Linked DNA regions of Sus scrofa: region 2 is linked to region 1. Evidence: chromatin contacts called from public HiChIP or PLAC-seq data. All regions are on one chromosome and are shown on one strand. Each heading gives the region's core, a stretch centred on a gene start, on an enhancer-like site or on the middle of the called end of the contact. The rest is flanking DNA. Distances are from core to core; before and after follow the strand shown.

Evidence for each region. HiChIP or PLAC-seq counts read pairs in DNA pulled down with a chosen protein or histone mark.
Region 2: an H3K27ac HiChIP or PLAC-seq map of skeletal muscle shows a contact between it and region 1. The contact joins two enhancer-like sites. A contact is called at or near these places in 4 of 47 Hi-C or Micro-C datasets (embryonic fibroblasts, fetal skeletal muscle and skeletal muscle) and 1 of 2 datasets of contacts at active chromatin or transcription factors (skeletal muscle).

The regions. Positions count from the first base shown.
Region 1 is chr13:52,455,066-52,460,530 of Sscrofa11.1, reverse strand. All of the region lies in intron 7 of FOXP1 (forkhead box protein P1), which reads left to right. Among named protein-coding and RNA genes, the nearest start is that of FOXP1, 520 kb to the left of the region's middle. Within about 2 kb of position 3,335, at least 67 of the 83 cell types and tissues checked have an H3K27ac peak or open chromatin away from gene starts, as enhancers often do. A contact at or near this core is called in fetal skeletal muscle and skeletal muscle, where this site is marked.
Region 2 is chr13:52,582,249-52,588,584 of Sscrofa11.1, reverse strand. All of the region lies in intron 6 of FOXP1 (forkhead box protein P1), which reads left to right. Among named protein-coding and RNA genes, the nearest start is that of FOXP1, 390 kb to the left of the region's middle. Within about 2 kb of position 1,459, at least 4 of the 83 cell types and tissues checked have an H3K27ac peak or open chromatin away from gene starts, as enhancers often do. A contact at or near this core is called in fetal skeletal muscle and skeletal muscle, where this site is marked.

The DNA.
Region 1 (5,465 bases), core at 2,086-4,585:
ACGTCCTTTCCCTGGTTATTGCCAAGCAGCTTCTGGAAAAGCAGGGCCTCAGTGGGAACCCAGCACCATGGCAGACGTCTCCTTCGGCTGCCATACCATCCATCAGCGTGTGGGAATAGTGTCCTGACAAGATGCTCCTTCTGACTCTTAGTTTAATTCACCTTATCTACATTCTCAGCTCTGAATGGGCACTAAAACCTTGCACTTTCTTTTGCGTTCAAGGCTCAGCCGAACCACATATAATACATGATTTTAGTCCCAGGTGTGTTATTTGGTGGTTAGAGTTTGGTGTGGGATCATAGTAATCTGTTCTTAAGTACATAGCCAGCTGCACAATGGACTCATTTAGCAACTGACAGGTTTCTTAATATGTGGTGTTTGAACAAGGGTTGTATCTGTTGTGGGTGTTAGGATGTGGGCATCAGAAATATTCTTAAGTATGGTATTTAGCATTTCCTTCACCCTTCCTTAAACATTAGCCCTTTTTCCACCTTGGGTATTCATTTTACATTATCGTGGCCTCTCTTTTTCTGTAACTATTCAGTGTCTTGTTTCCCCTTGTGGCCTGTGGTACTGGGTGTGTGTGATTCTTAGAGAGAAAAACAAAAAAATCACACTGCCTTTCTGAACTTCAGTTTCCTTCTCTGGAAAATGGGGGTTGCAATTTCTGTTCAAGTTGTGACAACTAAAAGGGACCCTGTGGCTGAGTAACCCATTCTAAAGCCTGTGCCCCACTCCAGATTCTTCTAAAGCTCCCCCCAACCCTGTGTCCAAATGCTGCTGTTTTTTAAATTTTTTATTTTTTTTTTTGTCTTTCTGACCCAACCTTTCCAAAATGACCTGGCACTCACAGAATAGATGGCATTAATTAAATCTTCTAAGTCCCTACAACTTTTAACATTTCACATTGTATTCCAGACCTGAAAAGTTCCAGTTCTCACTGGATCCCAGACATAAGGCAGGTAGACAGGACCACATGCAAAGCGATCTTGAGAGCCCAGAAATCATCAAAATGGCCTGGACATATAAAGCTTATCCAGGTTTATCTCTGATGGTACGTTTCCTTGCCTAGAAGTGGTCTCTGAGTCACCATGTCATGTTTGGAGAGAGGGCGGGAAGGGCTCCAGGTGGCCTCTGCGTTTGCTGAGCCACTTCCCTCTCCAAACTGTCACCTCCCCCCTTATCCACATCATCAGTCCTCTAAACACCACCTCCCCAAGGGGCCTTCCCAGACCTCCTGCTCCATGGATCTGCCCCTTCCCTCTGGTCTCGTGGGGCTTAATGCCACCACCATGCAATTTAGTACTTGTGTAACCATCGCATTGCATCACTCCCTAATTATTTTGTGTAAGGTTCGTCTCCACAGCTGGGTCACAGGCGTCTGTAATGTTTGTTGTTTGTTTGTTTGTGTATTGTTTGTTTTGATGTTCCTGGAGACTATTAGCTTATAAATGCTGACCTGCACAGGACATAGGCCAACTTGTAAAAGCATGCTCCAGTTTTATGGATGCCTCTTGAAGAACTTGTCTTTTCAAAAGAACGAATTGCTTATTCACAGGGCACCCTGATGTCGTTCACAGACATTAAATCTCTAACGAATTTTAATACCTTTGAAAAAAAATCGCATGTGGATTTTGAAATGAACATTTCTACTTTCTCACTGTGCCTTGGTTGGAGAGAACTTCCTATATTTTTATTTCCTGTCTTTGGGGCCCTGCCAGCCCCTACCCGAAGGAGGCCCTTGTCTCTTTAAGAGTCAGAACTCTACTGATTCATGGTGCACTGGCAGATTTAAGGCCCCTCTCCCTCCCCCCAAAAAAGAACGCCCAGTGGTTCTCTACTAAATATTCATGAGAGGGTGGGGTCACATTTTTGTGACCTGAAAAATCCCATTAATAAATTTGTTATCTGACATAAAAACACTTTAGGGTGGAGCGCGATCTGTGCTGTGCCCATTTACCATCTGATCATAAGTTGACAGTCAACTGGCGCTTTTGTCTCCTTTGCTGCCAGATTACTGGGGGGGGTGGGGGGTGGAAATTGCCTGTTCCGCTGCTGACCTGATTGAAATTCAGGCCTTTGCTTGATTGGAAATATTATCAATATGCTTTCTGGTTTGTAGTAACCTGCATTAACAGCTCAAATGGAAAAATACTTTCCAGTAAAACTCCTGAAATGACCGGGTTAGAATCTGTTGCTTTTTTTTTTTTTTTTAATTGAGGGAAACTAGGTAATCACTGATGTCACCACTACTCCTTTTCCTCATATATTTTGAGGAAAAATGTAAAAATGTTAGAGTTTTGTTGTTGTTTTTAAGGATGGGCCAAAAAAGTTTTTCTGTAAATTGATGGTAGATTAGAGAGGTGATTTCTAGAACTGCCGAAAATGATGAAATTAACCTGGCACTTAAATCATGCCAGTTGAGCCAACAAAGTTTAGCATATTGGTGACTTTTTTTTTCCACACTGTACTCTGTTTTAAATAGCATTAAAGAGCAGTAACTATTTCTGATAGAGGTCATCTTAAAGTGCTCAGTGAGAGTAGCCTGTGTTGTTGCTGTTGTTGTATAAATAAGAAAGGAATTTAGAGAATTATTTCTTAGCGAACGAGTGGCAGATGCTTTCTTCAGCAGCTGTCGTTCTAGAGGGGAAGTAGCTTGGTTCAGCGACGAGGCACGTTGGTGGTTATTTATTTCAACCCCTGTGTCGGGTTAGTTTCCCTCCGCGCGCACAAGCACACTCTGGCGAAGCCGACTCTTGGAAAGAAAGGGGGCGGGGGGAATCAAAGAGGCTGAGGCTTGGTTAAACCAGGGACGTGAAGCGAAAGTTCTCCCGCAAAGGCCGTTTTCGAGGAAGTTCTCCTGTGCTGTCTTTGAGCCCCGCATCCCCTTCCGATTCTAAACAGTTGCTCCAAGCAGTCAGGGCGTGCGCCGGGCGCGCCGGTTCCCCTGCTTTGCCGCTCGGGTTGTTCTGAAAGGCTGGGACAACTCTTTGTCAGTTTCCAAGAGGAAACAAACACGCCACCCCACCAAAAAGCCCCGACCCGGCAGCCCCGGCTGGAGGGAGAGATGCGCGCCGCGCCCGGCTTCCCAGACGTCAGCCAGAGGCGGGTCAAAGGGTTAACAGCAATTAAGCAGAGTTGCTCCCGAAACAAAAGCAGGGTCTCCGCCGAGCGCGATTTCACCTGCCGCGCGGAGGGGGCCGGGGGCGCGGGCGCGGGGCGCGGGCCGCGGAGCCCATTGTGTGGGGCGCGGCGCGGCGCGGCGCGGGGTGTTTAGAGGCGGGTTGTGATTGGTGGAGCAGGGCGGGGCGGGTGGGCGCGGCGCGGTGCGTCTTGTCAGCCCGCGAGCCGGAGCGCCCCTGCGCGCGTGCAGTCCGCCTGCACGCCGAGGCCGCCGGACCCCACGCCCGGCCCGCGCGGGCGCCCCGAGCCGGCTCCCCGCGCCTGGCGGCTACATGGAGAGTGTCAGGTTGGTCCCCATGATTGATCTTTGCCGTTCTGCTCTCCTTCCCCGGGCTCCGCGGTGCCAGCTTCCTGGGGCCTCGCTGGGGAAGGCAGGAGCGCCCGAGGGTTTCTAAGTTGAGTCTTTCGGAAAAAATAATAATAACAATCGCTGTTTACCAACTTGGGTGGGAGTTGTGCTCTGGAAGTGGAGGCGGGGGAGGGGGTGGAGGGGTGGGAAGAAGCAGCTCCAGGCCTGTGGGTCCTGGAAGAGAGAGATTTTACCCCCCTTTCTCTCTCGCTCTCCCTTTTTTTAAATGTTCATGGGTGGGGTGTAGTTGAGAGTTGGAGGAAGTCCTGCTTGTGTTTTGCTCTCGCGCTCTCGCTCGTTCTCTTTTTCTCGTTCGCGATTCTTTTTCTGCCGGTCTGGCCTTCAGGCAGCCACTTTGGTAAAGCCCTCGCCATCACTCCATTCGGGGGACGTATCTGGGGTGTGATTTATGTCACTTTTCAGAGCGTGTGAAATATACAAGGAGCCTTCCGTCTCAGCGTAACCCGGGTGGATGTTTCTTTGCTTCTGATAGTTTGTTTCTATATCTGTCTAGGCTATTTTCAGCTTAGCTGTTCAAATTCAAGGAGTTCATACACAGTTAAGGGTGGAGGGAGACGAATAGAGCCCCGTACCAAGACGGCCAGACCGGCGGAAGGACACTTAGGCAGGTTGAGGAGCCTTAGCCTCTGTTGCAGTACTTTGCTGGTTAATTAAGTAGTGAGTGGGGTTTGGGTAGGACGCGAAGCCGACTGAGGAATTGCTACGGGGTACTCCCATCCGAACCGGCTCTGAATGTAGCTAACTCAACTGTCAGATCTGCCTGAAAGAGGGTCGGTCGTGGAAACAGACTTTCTCCCCCCACCACCCCCCTCAAGTGTCGTGATGGGAAGGAGGGGATCTTTAGGAAGTGGGTGGTAAAGTTTTAGAGCAAAGTACATATAGACTCTTCCTCTTTGGGATTAACTCCTTCAAGGCCTGCCGGTTAGGAGTGAAATATCTAATAATTTTATATTCTTGTCCACACAGACCAAATGTTCTAATCAAGCCAATTTAAAAATGCAAATCACCTAATTTCCATAGATTCCAACATTTTGAAAGTGACACATTTGGGGGAAAAATTAAGCCTGATAACAGGAAATGTGAATCATACTATCAATGACTAATCTGCTTAAGAAAAAAAAAATAAGTTACATTTATTTTATTAGGAAGTCAGTGTTAAAGAAGCCATTTTTTTTTAACTTTAAATCAAGTGTCCCTTTCTTTTTTTTTAAGAAGTGGCCTTTTTTCTTTTCTTTTTTCTTTTTTGCTTTTTGTTCATTTGTACTAGATTTTCCAAGAGGAATGTGCAGTCAAAGGTGGTTTATGTGGTAGTGTTCAAGCTAGCATGTCATTGTCAAAACCCTCAAACATGATCACATTAAGATTCTAGTTTAGGGTCTGTTGCTGTTTTTGTTGTTTAAAAGAACACAAAGCTTCCTTGAATGTTAAGACTCATCACTAAGTAACCCACATGAAGGCAGAAGCACGTAGTCTTAATTGATACCCTTCGCTTACACTGAAAAAGGTCTAGTTCTATTTTACATGATTCTTTATAGCTGCCTGACACATTTCAGTGAAAAGTGTGTAAAAATGAAACCAAAATACAGACTGCCTACCCAGAGACACTGGCTGACTTACTCTAGGATGTGATAGAGCTGAACTGAAAACGGATTGGGCTGACACTTGATAATCAAAGTTGATTTATTGTTCATTAGTACTGCATTAGCCCTTTCAGGCAAGACGGTTATTTGTGTAGTGGCCTGTCAAGAGCGGGACTGCGAGCACCTGTCATTTCTGAGGCATGAGATAAGCAACCAAATATTAAGATGATATAAATAAAAACACCCTGGACTAGGTAAAGGGCCATATGATCATAAATTTTGTCTTAAAAGAAAAAAAAAAACCTGTAGGTCCATAATAATATATAAGAAAA
Region 2 (6,336 bases), core at 210-2,709, 130 kb before region 1:
ATATGGCTTTTACCAGGGTCTAAAGCATGCTTGGTTTTCTCCTTGCTGAGAATTTTTACAAATAAGGAATCATCACATTGTTAGCTGATCAGAGGTTGGTGGAACCAGCACAAGGCAGTGGAATCTGTCCGGGAAAGATACAACAGAGAGAAAGAGAAGGAAACGAACAGACAAGCTAAGATCTTAATTCGGAGGAGCGATTTAATCTCTCTCTCAGTGGCAGCTCAAACTTGACTGCGCCTGCTCCCTGGTACACATCATATCGGCTGAGATTTATGATCTCTGTTGTGTATAAACTTGGGGTATTTGCATTAGTACAAATGGCCAAATTCTACCCAGTGAGAGTGTTGACAAAGCCTGTCAGTAAGTGGTAGAAAGGTATATGTATGTGTATGTGTATGTATATATATTTATATGTGTGTGTGTGTTTGTTCATGTGATATTCTCAGATAGTTATGGTTATTTTGGGAATAAGTAGTTGGTAATTGGATTTGCCATTTTCTATGCCCTTACCATAGAGAGGCCAAGATCAACTGTTTCTTTATGGAGCAGCTGAGGGGAGGCTGTTGACTAATGGGGTATGCACCCTGAGTAATTAGTATTTAGAGTATGTTAATCAGATAAATAGGAAATGAACTTCTGAGTTTTATTTGAAGAAATAAAAACCATTTGCTGTCTCAAAGTTGTAAGTCTGCCAAAAACTTTATATACTCTCAACATACACACAGATACGCATACAGAGAGACATACACACAGAGACACATACACACACCCCTAGCCCACTAACAGAAACCACAAGCTGACCTCCCAGAAGAAGGTTGAGAGCCTTTTAACAGCATCTTCCTTGAAAACCATCAGTAACTTTATCTTGGCTATACCCACTATGGAAAATATCTTGTTATGAGTTATTAATATAAAAGTCTATACCTTTTGATTGTGCTTCAAAGTGCTATTAATATTTTTTTATAACAATTATATACCTATTTGCCACTCATATGTTCTGGGAAGGAAGAAAGCAGTTGGCTCTATCATTGTGGCTAAAACCCCACATACTGTGGTTGGCCAGCCTTTTCGGTCTTTTAAAATAAAATACTGACAGCTGTGTGACTTCCCTAAGTGTACGATGGAGGCTCTTAACAGGTTGTTGGGGCGGGGGGAGAAAATCTGTAGATGAAATAAGAAAAAAAACTTTTTAAGTATCAAAAAAGTTTTACAGGACTCGTGTGATCAGTTTTCTTCCAGACTGAAAACTGCAACAATTAAACAGTTTGGAGAAATCTGAGTGTCACCGTGATGGACGTGGGTTGTTTTCGTCATTTGTATTCTACAGGTTTTTACTTGAAGTGAGAATACCAGCAGTGAGAAAATCACAGCCATGCTGAATTCATTACTGCGGTAGTCACACAAAACCACGGATAAAATTTCAATAACTGCAGGCCACAGTTGAGTAAACAGTTGCACTGAAATTTAATTCCTGTTGACTTTTCCCCCATTCCTCGCCAGGGGCACATTCTGATTCTGTAGTACAAAGACAACAGGGGTTACAGCTTTGATTAATGTAGGACAGTGGAAGAGAATTAGAACTGTAAAATATGTTAGAAGTCCATGGAACAAAAAGATCTGGCTTAAAAGGGCTTGGTATAAAAATGAGTTAATTATGCTGTGTATGAAACTGAACATTCTAGGATTTTCCAGTTGCACCAGTACAATCATGGACGATAGAGAATTTTTACCTAGTGCCAGGATTTAAGGTAAATAAATGCAAACCTTTTCATGTTTGATTCATATTACTGAAGATAACTACAAATGAGACCAAGGGCCTTTTTAGGATGAAGAGCTTTTGTGAAGATGCGTGGTGGAGTGAGTGACTTCTGTGCTGGGTTTGGTCTATAGATTGGCCAAATTGGGTCCAAACAGAATTGTTGTTTTTTTAAATGACGTGGTTGATAACCTCGGAAAAAAAAAAAGGGCAAAATCTGGCTTTTCCATATTCTCTTGAAAAATCAGCAGATCTGGTAACCAGGGCCGGATACTCCTACCCGGGTAACAATCTGGGGAGATGAACTGCTGCTGTGTCAGGGAGTCTGAAGCTCTCCAGCCCCAGTTCCCATCCACTACGTTGGCTCACTTGTGCCCTCTAGGCCGCAGAGTTGGTGATTTTGGTCTGCAAGTTGCCATCATCACTCAGAAGCCATCAGCCTAGGAGAGGTGCTACCATTAGCTGGAGGAGCCCAGCCACACACTCACAAGCCGTCTTCCTCTCTCAAAACTAAATATATTATCTCTGTAATGTTTCAACTCTACTTGCATCTGAGCCATGAAACGATTATAACAATAGTTTTCTAATACTATAATTTGATAGAGTTTCCCAACATGCTCCTTGAGCCATTGAATAATTCTCTACCCAATACCATAACTGCTTTTTATTTCCTATTATGCCCACCCCATTTCTAGGTCTGTAAAAGTTCTGTGCTGGATATGGACTCCTCCATTATGAAACTCAGCAACAAATACTATTACCAATTACTAAAGTGGTTTTTTTTCCCCTTAAAGAAAGGATTTTAAAATGTCCAGAGCAATTTTTTAAAGTGTGTGGATTAATGCATTTTAAAAGTCTTGAATTTTAGAAAGCAGAATTTTATTTCCATATTGCTGCAAATGAGAGCTTTTTCAGATAAGCATATTACATAGAGCATAATGTTTAGAAGTTTCTCCATATACAGCATATGCTGTCAGGTCAATTAACAGAATGCATACTAGAAAATGTTTATTCAATAAAAATGAATAGCTGTTAAATAAAACAGCTATTTTTTAACAACATTCCATTTAATGATGGACTTTTTTTCTTTTCTTTCTTTCTTTTTTTATTTTTTTGGTACCACCTGGCACTTTTATTGTCTGCAAATCAGTGTAGGGAGAGCTTTGGTTGCTAGAGTTTTGAGGTGTGGCTATCGTTTTCTATGAGTAGGGCAGATTAGAAGTAGTCTGTAGAGAAAGACACTTTAAAAAGATAAAACTACATATGGAATTCAAAGATATATTATTTGAAGAGAATGGATAAGTGGTGTGTTTATTTTATATAGCCTCTTTGACATTTGGTGTAAGGTGTTAGACATTTTTGCCCAAAAGATAGTGGTACATGTTTCACATTAATAATGTAAAAGGAAGAGAAAATATTCTGTAACTCTTAAGGTGGTAAGAGAAATAGAAAGGATAGGGAGCTTCTGCAAAATCAGGAGAGGAAAGGAGAAGGGTCCATTGGGTTGAATTTTACCAATGAGCCATTGAAGGAGGTAAAAGATTAATTATGATACAGGAAGTTCCCATCATGGCTCAGCAGTGATGAACCCAACTAATGTCCATGAGGACACGGGTTTGATCCCTGGCCTTGCTCTGTGGGTTAAGGATCCGGTGTTGCCATGAGCTGTGGTGTAGGTTGCAGACATGGCTTGGATCTGGCGTTGCTGTGGCTGTGGTTTAGTCTGGCAGCTGCAGTTCTGATAGGACCCCTAGCCTGGGAAGTTCCATATGCTGAGGGTACAGCCCTAAAAAGATGACTCCCCCCCCCAAAAAAAATATATATATATATACACATATATATATGTATATATGTATATATATATGAATGACGTGGGACCAGAGAAACTCAGGAATTCCTCTCTTCATTGTCAAAATGGCAGAATGAATCCCTTCCTTTGGTTTTTGTTACTGAAGTTACCAGTGGATCTTGAACAGAGCAGGAAGGATAGTCTACCACCATTTCAAATTTTAACTGCCTCTGTGGGAAACAATGCCTGGAAGAAATAGCTGTCAGTGTTAGATGGGTGAATGGGCAGTAAGCTCATTTGAAAGGAGCCCTCCCTTTGTTTCTCATTCTTACCCATCCTCCTGAGGGGGACTGTGTGAAATTCCAGTGGCCATCCTTTGCCTTGTTTCTCCATCCACAGAAGGAAGCCCAGGTAATTAGATATGGCGCTAGGTGTAAAGACAAGGTTACCAGTGGCCAGGTGAGCCCCACCATTATTTTTTTCTTTCGAAAAGGCTGCTTATATACTTTGTAGGAACACCCTCAAGTGGACTTTTCCCATTGTAGCTGCCAGGAACTGTCTTTGGATGCCGTTGAAAGAGTAAAGAGGTTCCCCATCTCTGTCCAAAAATGGAAGCTTTCAGAAGACATTATAGAAGATGACAAGATTATTCATGAAGCTGGGCCCTGTGATAGGGGCTAGTGCCTTCCTTCACTGGAAGGTGAAGACCCGAGGTATAATTTTAAAGGAATTGCTCTGCTAAGATAAACTCATTGGGGACACAAGGTAGAGTTCAAATACTAAAGAAAATTTTGAGGGTCAAAAATAGTTTGTAGGAATCAGTGCTACCAAAATGTTAGCAAAAACCATACAAACAAATTGAAACAAAACGGAGACAGGAATTCAGATAATTCTGACAAATAAAGAAAAAGCAGCCACAACAATAACAAACACACACTTTTTCTCAATTCCTTTTGTGGCTATTTCTGGCAAAGTCATCTTTCACCCTGAATGCTAAATTTAGTTCTCTGTTGTTTAGACCTGCCTTCCATCAAAATACTGTTGTCAAAAGATTTATGTAACTTGTGATGTGAGCCTTGTATGAAATTCTTTCAAGTTCTGATTTCTGAACAGTTGTATGTCATTAATCTCTCCATTGGAAATTAAGATGGCCCAGGAAACACAAAAGAAAGAAAGGAAAAAAAAAAAAAAAAAGAGTTGTGTACATAAGAGAGCGTAGTAATAGGAACCCAGATGCCACATTTCATTATGAGTGAAGTGGACCCTCTTGACTTGATGCAAAAGCATTGCTACTTTGAGAAGGTAATTTTCAGCCCTGACCTGTGAGCTAATAATACTAATAAAAAAGTACTCCCTATCTCTTGTCTAATCAGAAATCTCTTTTTGAACTTTCGGGAGGTATGACTTTAATAGTAATTTGTTGACAGATTCGCTTTGGTGATTGCAGAGAGTTTGTTTTGCAAAACTGGCAGGCTCCTAGCTGTTCTGGGAGGCAAGCAACCTACTTTGCTGTTTTGCAAGTGCTTGCTTTTATTGACAACTAGTGCTGAACCGGCAGAATTGGTATGTTTGTGTAATGTAAACCTACAGCTCGCCTGATGGAGTCTAGTGTACTTTTAGGTAGTGCATAGATTACTTGATAAAAAGGGTTACAAGGTGGCTGCTTTTATGACAGAGTAGAATAGCAATATAAATGCAAGTGGTAGATGGAGCAACAGAAAGGAAGTTTATATAGGGAATTGAACCCCATATTAGAAAGTTTCTTTTCATCACTTAGTCTTTGAACTCCAATCTATTGTAATTATGAAGTGTTACTTGTAACATTCCAGAGACCCTTTGCTAAATACTATGTTTGATTTGGTTGGTGGAAATACAAGCACATTTTTTTCTTCCTCTCTCCCAAGAAAATGTGGTGAAGCGAATTTTGCATACTGGCCTGACCCAGCTGTGGTCCAAGTGGACAACTAAATGTGCTACAAGACATGTCTTAACTTTGTTTCTTAGCTTTGGATTTCTTGAAATTCATTTGTTCATTTGTTGGCATATTCTTTCATTTAACCAATACATATGGTGCTCACTTCTTTATAAGGAATGGTGGGGACCACACTGAGGTGCGAGGTCCTGAGAGAGCATGGGTGAATAACTTGGAGTATATTTGGCTGGAGCCTAAAGAGTAACCCTGGGGAGCAGTGTTAGAAGAATGGTTCGAAGGTAAATTGAGTTCAGTTTGTGGGAGGCTTGAGTTTCTAAGCCAAGGGATGTTTCCAAGCCAAGAAGAAAGGCCATGCAAGAGGAGTTGGACTTGAAGATAAATTAGAAGGTTGGACCTGGACTGGAACGTAAGGAAAGAGATCCCTGAGACATTAATAGTAGTGACAAGGCTGTTGGGCTTGGCCCTGGATTCAGTGAGGGGACACACCCTCAACTCCTGTCAGGGAGGACGCCCTGCATGGACCACCCCCTCCCCCTCTCTTGCTCCCTGCATTCCTCCTCCTCCTCCTTTCGAATCCCTTGATCAGTTATCACCCCCATCAGGGCAGGAATGGGCCTGTCTCATCCCCTGATGCTCCTCGACGTAGAGCCTAGTACCTGGTGGAGGGTAGCTCTTTGACGGATTCTGTGAATGAATGAAAGAGAAGGAGGAAGGAAGGCCTGGATCAACAGAGAGTCTTGAGGGGAATGTAGGCGTTTTGAATGAGATGGGAGGGCATCGAGGAGCGAGAGTAATGAGGGGTGGCTCAGGGTTTCTGACCTGAATGACCAGCCCGGGGTGGGCGCCATGAACAGA